Linked DNA regions of Mus musculus: all the other regions are linked to region 3. Evidence: chromatin contacts called from public HiCAR-type and promoter capture Hi-C data. All regions are on one chromosome and are shown on one strand. Each heading gives the region's core, a stretch centred on a gene start, on an enhancer-like site or on the middle of the called end of the contact. The rest is flanking DNA. Distances are from core to core; before and after follow the strand shown. Region 1 has its middle 56 kb from the start of Snx4. Region 2 holds the start of Ccdc14 (coiled-coil domain containing 14). Region 3 holds the start of Itgb5 (integrin beta 5).

What was found. Promoter capture Hi-C pulls out the DNA fragments that hold promoters and counts their contacts. HiCAR-type assays count read pairs that join an accessible place to other places.
Region 1: a contact with region 3 is called in a HiCAR-type map of kidney, with 3 times the contacts expected there. The contact joins the enhancer-like site here to the promoter of Itgb5 in region 3. A contact is called at or near these places in 7 of 115 datasets of contacts at active chromatin or transcription factors (craniofacial prominence, embryonic basal ganglia, embryonic forebrain and 4 more) and 1 of 9 other capture datasets (embryonic stem cells).
Region 2: a promoter capture Hi-C map of embryonic stem cells shows a contact between it and region 3, with 2.2 times the contacts expected there. The contact joins the promoter of Ccdc14 here to the promoter of Itgb5 in region 3. A contact is called at or near these places in 4 of 39 promoter capture datasets (embryonic stem cells, liver and pre-B cells).

Annotation. Positions count from the first base shown.
Region 1 is chr16:33,305,693-33,308,392 of GRCm38.p6, forward strand. No RefSeq gene overlaps it. Among named protein-coding and RNA genes, the nearest start is that of Snx4, 56 kb to the left of the region's middle. Within about 2 kb of position 1,264, at least 34 of the 459 cell types and tissues checked have an H3K27ac peak or open chromatin away from gene starts, as enhancers often do. A contact at or near this core is called in kidney, where this site is marked.
Region 2 is chr16:34,689,262-34,691,961 of GRCm38.p6, forward strand. It overlaps Ccdc14 (coiled-coil domain containing 14), which reads left to right and starts at 1,355. Exons shown (of 13, transcript NM_172824.3): 1 at 1,355-1,570. The coding sequence starts at 1,397. Gm35150 (a long non-coding RNA gene) reads right to left here and starts at 1,445. Exons shown (of 4, transcript XR_876043.1): 1 at 1,377-1,445.
Region 3 is chr16:33,828,369-33,831,068 of GRCm38.p6, forward strand. It overlaps Itgb5 (integrin beta 5), which reads left to right and starts at 1,297. Exons shown (of 15, transcript NM_001145884.1): 1 at 1,297-1,662. The coding sequence starts at 1,593.

The DNA.
Region 1 (2,700 bases), core at 14-2,513, 520 kb before region 3:
CTGGGGTTCACCGGTTACTTCCTCCTCAGTGATGGGATGGGATCCTCAGTGTGCCCAGCTTTTGGGGTGGATTCTTTGGCCCTTGTGTCTGTGTGGCAAGCGCATTAGCGACAACTACCTCTGCACCCCTTATTTTTGTCAGCATCTTGTGTAGCCCAGGTTAGCAAACTCCAAGTCTTCCCATCTCAGCCTTCAAGTTTACAAGCATTACAGATGTGTGCCACCATGCTCAATTCATTTATAGATTTATAAAATTGGAATCTTCAGCTGTCTTCTGCTGAGTCATTCATTCTTAAAATCTTGCAGTGTTTTTGACTTAGTGCCCCCTTGTGCCGCCATCCAGGCAGCCCTCTCCCAGTCCTTGGGCTCCTGGCTGACTTTCTCTTTATTTGTTAAATATCACTTGCTAGATTTACCCACACCCCTCCTGATCGGGCTCTCTCTCTCACCTCTGGTCCACAGTGCCTGACCAACGTAGACTTAGGTTGTGCCTGACAATGTAGTGCCTGTCTGTAATATCACTGGGGTCAGTGACAGAAACCATGAGACCAGGAATCTATAAAAAAACATCTGGGAGGGGCTGGAGAGATGGCTCGACAGTAAAGAGCACTGGTTGCTCTTCCAGAGGACATGAGTTCAACTCTGAGCACCCATGTGGCAGCTTATAACTGTCTATAACTCCAGTTCCAGAAGATCTGACACCCTTATGCCAACATACATGCACATAAAACACCAATGCACATTAAATAAACAGACTAATAATAATACTTAATAATAATAAACAGTTGGAAACCACTCCGTGAGAGCAAGTTCTCCACCAAGACATTGAATAATTACAGGACACTAGGCATTTGATGGTCATTGGTTCTTTTGATTGTGACAATCTCCTGCCCCCATATAGAGAACTTTCTATTTTAGTATGTAGAAATTAGAATTTAGAGTAAACCTCGGTCAGGCTGGCTACCTCACTTATAGGCAGTCCCTGAACTCTAGCCCAGGGAAGGAACTCTGGTGGCTGTCCCATATGGCCAGCCCTGCACTCTAGGAGTGTGCCACTAGGTGGCAGCAAAGCTAACGGACCCAGGAGAAACCTCTGGTTGAAACTGGTTTTTGTTTTATAAAAGTAGCACGGACTTTTATTGATGTGACTAAAACTAGATTATTCAACAAAATAAACATTAACCAAGCAGGCACAGTCCATGTGGTAAAAGGGCAATAAAGTAAACAGACCTTTAAACTTGGACCTTTCTACCTACATTTTGGCAATGTAATTACTCAGAGGAGACTGTCTTCTGGGGACTCACCAGGCTTGGATGATACCTCACTGTCCTACGCAGTGAAGCCTTTTGAGGGGGAGTTGAGCTTGCCTGTCCTCTAAGGAGGGCTTCCAGGGAGAATCCAGGTGCTCTACCACTGAGCCACACATCCTAACCCAGTCCTTCTGAGAATAGGATTTGTCATGTTGTCCAGGCTGGGAATATACCCGAATGCCTCCAAAAACTATTTCAAAAAGAGAAATACACACTCCACTTGGGAGAATGAAGAGATGAGAAGTTTTCACACTTTTAGATTAGAAAGATGGTATAGTATGTCCTTGTGTTTTTGTCTTGGATATTTTTGTTGTTGTTATTTTATTGGGTTCTTATACCTACCACACTTCCAGTCCTTATTCCACCTTAATGCCTTCCATCCTCCCACCGCAACACTAGGTAAGAAAGAGGTTTAGAAGGGAAAGGTATAGACCTCTTTATACTACTTCCTGCTGACTAGGGGCATTGGGTTCCGTGGCAAATCCAATCTCTATCTTCAGGACATCTCCAACCAGCAATCCAGCAATAGCAAGTGCAGCAGAGCCCAGGAGGAAGCAGGAGGAACCAGAAGCAGCCTCCACACGCGTGCTCAGGGCTCTCGCATTTATACCCTCTCAAGAGTCGCCAGAATTCCAAATATAAACAATTTTTTAGCTGGCAAAGATCACACCCCTCCTAGAATATGAAAAAAAAATCACAGCAGCTGTGGACAAACTAAAGGAACCTCTATCCCACACCTGAGATTAAAACAAAAACATGCACATAGCATAACTGGGTTTTTTTTTTTTTTAAGAAACCAAGATTCACCATATATTCTTCAACACACACACATCATGAAGGACTTAAAAGGTTGTTTTTCTGCTTGCCTCTGCTGACAAAGCAGTTGGCACGGAGCCAGACCATACCCACTCAAGCCTCGAGGACAGGGTACTTGGGACTGGCACACAGACATCTCTCTTCACATGGTCAGCCTACGAGCAGCCCGGCCCCACACTCAGTGTTTTGCGGACAGAGATCTTTGAACTCACAGCATGGGTTGGTCACTGGCAGGTGCCGGTCTCATCGTGCTTGTCTGTCTACTCCACAGCCAGAGGAGAAGCTTCAGGCCCCAGACATCACTGTAAAGCTGGAGGCTGCTCCTCCCTGCAGCTGCCAGCACAAGTCAAATATGGCCTAGTGGTCCACAAGTGCCAGTCGCTCGGCTGGCATCAGCTCTCCCCTGAGCCATGGCCACCCCTGCTCTCTTCACATCCTAGTCCAGAACCTGACAGTCTGGGGATGGTGGCCCATGCCTCTGATACCAGCCCCTGAGAAGCTGAACAAGAGAGGCTATGTGACTTTGAGGCCATCCTGAACTACGTAGTACCAGGCTAACCCAGGCAACAACATC
Region 2 (2,700 bases), core at 105-2,604, 860 kb after region 3:
TATTTATATAATGTATATATTTTTATTTTATTTATTTTTAAATTCTTACATGTATAGATGTTTTCCTTGTGTGTATGTCTGTGTACTACATGCTGGGGACCAGAGGCCAGAAAAGCGCACTGGATTCCCTGGAACTGAAGTTGTAGACAGCTGTGAGCTGATGCTAGGAATTGAACTCAGATCCTCTGCAGTTGTATCTAGTGCTCTTAACTTATGTGCTACCTATTCAGCTACATTTTAACTAATTTTTTTAAAAAGAATTATTTATTTATTTTATATATGTGAGTACACTGTAGCTGTTCAGACACACCAGAAGAGGGCATCAGATCCTATTACAGATGGTTGTGAGCCATCATGTGATTGCAGGGAATTGAACTCAGAATGTCTGGAAGAGCAGTCAGTGCTCTTAACCACTAAGCCATCTCTCCAGCCCCATTTAAATTCATTTTTTAAAAAAGGTTTATTTAAGTAGGGTGTGATAGCATACACCTTTAGCACCAGCATTAGGTAGGCAAAAACAGGAGGGTCTTTGTGAATTTCAGACCAGTATGGTCTACATTGTAAGTTTCAGGCCAAGCAAAATTATGCGCGCGCGCGTGTGTATACATATATATCCTTCTTTAAAATGTCGTATGCATATGTGAGTACCACTTGTACAACTGGTGCCTGAGGAGGCAGAAGAGAGTACTAGATCTTCTGAAATTGGAGTCACATGGTTGTGACCCACTACCTGTGGGTATCCAACCTGAGTTCTTTGCAAGGGCAAGAGTTGCTCTTATCCACTAAGTCTCTACAGGTCCCAGGGTTTTAAAATCAACACAACCCTTTTTTTTTTTTTTTTTTTTTTTAACAAAGGTAGCCATCTTACCATAGAAAGAAGAGTCAACCGGGTTAATTTCTCTCCAACTTGATTTAAAACAATCCCAAATATAGTGTCTCAAACACCATTCTCTATTTAGTGCAGCTATCAGTGGTAAAAAATACTGCCATCCTTTATCAACAGCAATTATCTCGATAGAAAAAGTAGACAGCCAAACCATTGAACACTGTTCAGGTTAGATTTCTATTGACTCTCAAGAACAAATACACTTAAAACAGTACACAAAGCTTCTGAAATCCAGCGGTAGTCCTTTACCCAATGGGCTAGCAGGCCCTGGTTCCCACTTCAACCAGTTTGAAGAATGCTGCAAAGCCAACGAGTTCCTCGCCCCGCCCCTCCCGCAAGGCCCCGCCCACATCAGGCCCCGCCCCCGCGTCCGCCCCGCCCCCCGGGCCGTCTGTTGGCCTCTCCCACTCTCCGCCTGGGCGTGGCAAGCTGGAGCACGCGGAGTCTGTTGCGCACGCCCAGGGCTCCAGGTTCCGACCCGAAGGAAAACCTTTTAGCGCCAAGGAGGCTATGAGTCCCGGCGGTCCGCGGCCTTCTTCCCGGAAGCGGAAGCTCAGGGGGCGGGACAAGGGAGGTCCGGACATCTCGGCGGTTAATTCTTTTTTTCTCAAGTATTCGTTTCCCTACGCCTGGGCTCTTCTGAGGCTGAGAGAAATGGTCAGGTCCGGATCTCGACCGGGCCAGGTGAGGGCTGCGGACCTGATGAGTCCACTGTGGGGTGGCGAGAGGCGAGGGGGATTTAGGAAGGTGCTAGAAAAAAAATAGTAACTGCGGCGCGCCCGAAGTGGTGAGGACGTCCCTAGATGAATGCTTTATTCAGGGCGGCCGTGCCAGTCTTCCAGAGCGCAGTTTGGTGTCAGACCCCGGGTTCGAAGCCCAGCCTTTATCACCAGTGCAGTGACCTCCTTCCCGCTCTGTGCTTTGCAGTTGTTTCCAATATTACGTAGTTATCCAGCAATTGTGCCTCTACAAAGCCAGTAATTTGCCCGACTTGGTCATTTGTCCGACTGCCTAATAACATCTCTATCAGAGAAGTTCTTAGGATCTTAGCTTGAGTTAATCCTCTCCCCGGATTCAGCTTCTCGGTGCTTCTCTTAACTGATCTTCTGTCTCTGTTGTTGGAGTCTCCCAGTAAGTGGCTGTACCCGCCCTCCGTTCTCAAACGCGTGACTCTTGATGTTCTCTAGTAACTGCTCCAAGTACGACAGGGAAACCCATTTTCAAGATACACATTTGGCTTGGAACAGAGCCATTTTGGATCCTTTGCAGTTCCCGCCCCATCCAATCAGGTCCAATAGAGCTAAACTAGTTTTAGCCCTGCTGTGCCCTGGGCGTTCTGACCTTTCGTGCTCCCACGTCTTTTCAAATTATGGTGGGCCTGTTAATTCTATTTTCCTTCTAGCCCTCATGTCAAGAACCGTCTCTAGAATATTTTTCCAACACCATCACATCTCCGCTAGTTGGGCGTGCTTCAGGCCACCTTCCGCATCTTGCAATCTTCCACAAATCACTTCATGTTGGACCTGGTGCTAGTCTACTACTAGAATATTTCATCTCTGTCTTGGAGATTTAGAAAGCACTTGGCATATAGTAGACTTGGGGTTTTACTTTGTTTCCCACCATTTAACAACATACCTATAATGTTGTCTTTCTTGCTAATGTATATTTTGCACTCCCCCCTCCCCCCCAAAAAAAAAACCCTGTCTTGAGACTTCCTTTTTTGAATGGTTGCATGTTGTCAATATGTCTAGGGAAATATGCTGTAGTCATCAAAGAAATGGAAGTTAAAATATTTTCTATCACAAAATAAGTAT
Region 3 (2,700 bases), core at 47-2,546:
CTTTACCTCCCGAGTGCGCCACCACGCTTGGCATGCAGCATGAATTCTACTGGATAATGGTTAGCAGCAAACATGATTTTTTTTCGAGACAGGGTTTCTCTGTGTAGCCCTAGCTGTCCTGGAACTCACTCTGTAGACCAGGCCGGCCTCGAACTCAGAAATCTGCCTGCCTCTGCCTCCTGAGTGCTGGGATTAAAGGCGTGCACCACCACACCCGGCCAAATATGACTTTTAAGTCATAACAAAGCAATGTAGGACAGAGTACGAATTTGCATATGGTCCAAGGATGAACTTTGAAGTTTGCTCTGGATTGGTTCACTTTTCCCTATGCACACACTACAAACTGGCTCCTGTCAGTGCCACCCAGTTAAGAGTTTGAAAGGTGGACACAACAAAGTTTTTAAGATTCAAACGCCTTAGGTAGGTTTTTGCACCTACACCGCCAAGTCCTGACCTTCTAGCTGCTGCTGCTGCTGCTTCTGCTGCTTCTTCTTCTTCTTCTTCCTCTTCCTCTTCCTCCTCCTCCTTCTTTTTCTTCTTCTTTTATTTATTTATTTTTTCTTTTGGTTTTTTCGAGGCAGGGTTTCTCTGTGTAGCCCTGGCTGTCCTGGAACTCACTCTGTAGACCAGGCTGGCCTCAAACTCAGAAATCTGACTGCCCCTGCCTCCCAAGTGCCGTGTAAAGTCGTGTGCCACCATGCCCAGCTCCAGCTGGTTCTTAATAGGCAAAGGTTAGGCTGCCTTACTTAAATCTGGATTTCAGGGAAAAAGCTAGCAGTCGCTTCCTCCAGTATATTAACCCTTGGTGGCTCAGTTTGCTCACCTAAACAACGGGAGGGATGTTAGCACTTATCACAGTGCCTGCTCACCAGGGTGCCCTCCGCTTCACCTGAACTTCCACGTTCCACGTGTCCTCCCCTGCCCATCCCAAGCGTGGCGTCTGGATTGAATATTCTCGGGCGAGGCCTGGCCTGGCATGCGCTTGTGGCATGACGAAATGGCCTGACAGATCCAAGCCGTAACTGCCCCACGATCCTGAAGTCAAAACTGAGATTGCTTTGGCCCAAGTAATCTCTGCAGGCCTAATGGAGCGCGCCCCGCCCCCTCCCAACTCCAAGACCGGGGAGGGAGACCCTAACTAGAAGTTTCGAACACCCGATCCCCACAAGTGGGTCAGCTGTGACAGCCACCTGGGCAACCCAGGATCTAGGCGTGCTGGCGGGTCCCGGTGCAGGGCGGAGCTGGTCCGGCCCGAGCTCGCCCCGCCCCGTCCCGCCTAGCCGTAAACTGACCGAGTGGCGGCCCGCAGGAGAGGGGGGAGGAGAAAGCAGAGAAGAGTGGGGGCTGGCGGCCGAGGAAAAAGGGAAGGGTCTCCGAGAGTAGACGCGCGGGGGACTCGGCGAGGGTGCGTCCGGAGCAGCGACAACTCCGAGCGTCCCAGCGGGCCAGCGAGGAGGATGGTGGCGGCCGGGCGCGGACCAGCCCGGCCGCGGGCGCCGTGAGCCGGAGCGCAGCGCCCGGCATGCGGCTGCGGTCCCCGGCCTCGGCCCCGCTCCGCCCCCGCCGAGCGCCCCAGCCGAGCGGCGCGCATCATGCCGCGGGTGCCCGCGACCCTCTACGCCTGTCTGCTCGGGCTCTGCGCGCTCGTTCCGCGCCTCGCAGGTAAGCCGCGCCGCCCCGCCGCGCGCTCCTCAACTTTTGCTCGCCCGCGGCCGCTTGCGGGAGCCGAGGGTGCAGTGCACCCCAGGGCGCTCCCAGAAGGGTCGGCGAGGCGCGGGCATCAGATCTGCGTGCGCTGGCGGGTTCCCTCCCGGGCTGAGGAGGAGCCTTCCCTTCCTGTGTAAACAGTGTGCGTCTGGTGGCGGAGCCCGAGGGCGCTGGGGACTTGGGAGGGGAAGCCTCCGGGCCCGGTGCTGGGGCCCTAGCTCTTCGCTCGCCTGCACAAAGCGGCCCTTGTGGCCCGCGGGGAGTGATGTGGGGGCCAAAGTGTGGCGACCGAGTCATCCCGGAGGTCTGTGGATAATGCAACTTTCGAAGTTTGCTCTAAATTGAAAGTTGTCATTACTCTCTGTAAGTCCGAAGTCGCTGCCCCACCTGGTACACCGCCATCTGATACTGTTCGGTACTGTGATTCACAAACACTGTGTCCGGACTGCGGAGGGGCTGCTGGCGCTACCTTAGCCGGATGCACCCTGGCGCTGATGCGGGAGCCCCCAGCTACCTGCGTTCAGTTTTCAGACTTGGGAGTGGCAATTAAGTTTAGGGACCGGACAGTGGTGGCACACGCCTTTAACCCTAGCATGCTACACAATGAGACCCTGTCTTAAAAAAAAAAATCCCTATAGGAAGAATGATAGTTGACGCTCCTACCTCTTCCAAACCTACCCACTCAAAGAGGAGTTTCCGAACTTTCCTCTTCCTGTCGGAAGTAATTGTGTATTGATTAAGAGTGCGCTATTCACTTTCAAGCCCGAGGTACTTGTTTGCCTCTCTGAGCCCAGTGGTTGCCTGGCTGCTTGAGGGGAGAACTCTGTTACCCCTACCCGTCTCATTTACATGAAGGAGGTTGAGGTTTCCATCTGAGAGCAAGGAGGGAGTTGAGGAAACCAAAAAATGTCGCTGAGGCCCCAGTACAAACTTAATAGCGTAGCAAGGCTGCTTTTCTGGGAAAATAAGTAGATCAGTGGGTCCCACCCACCC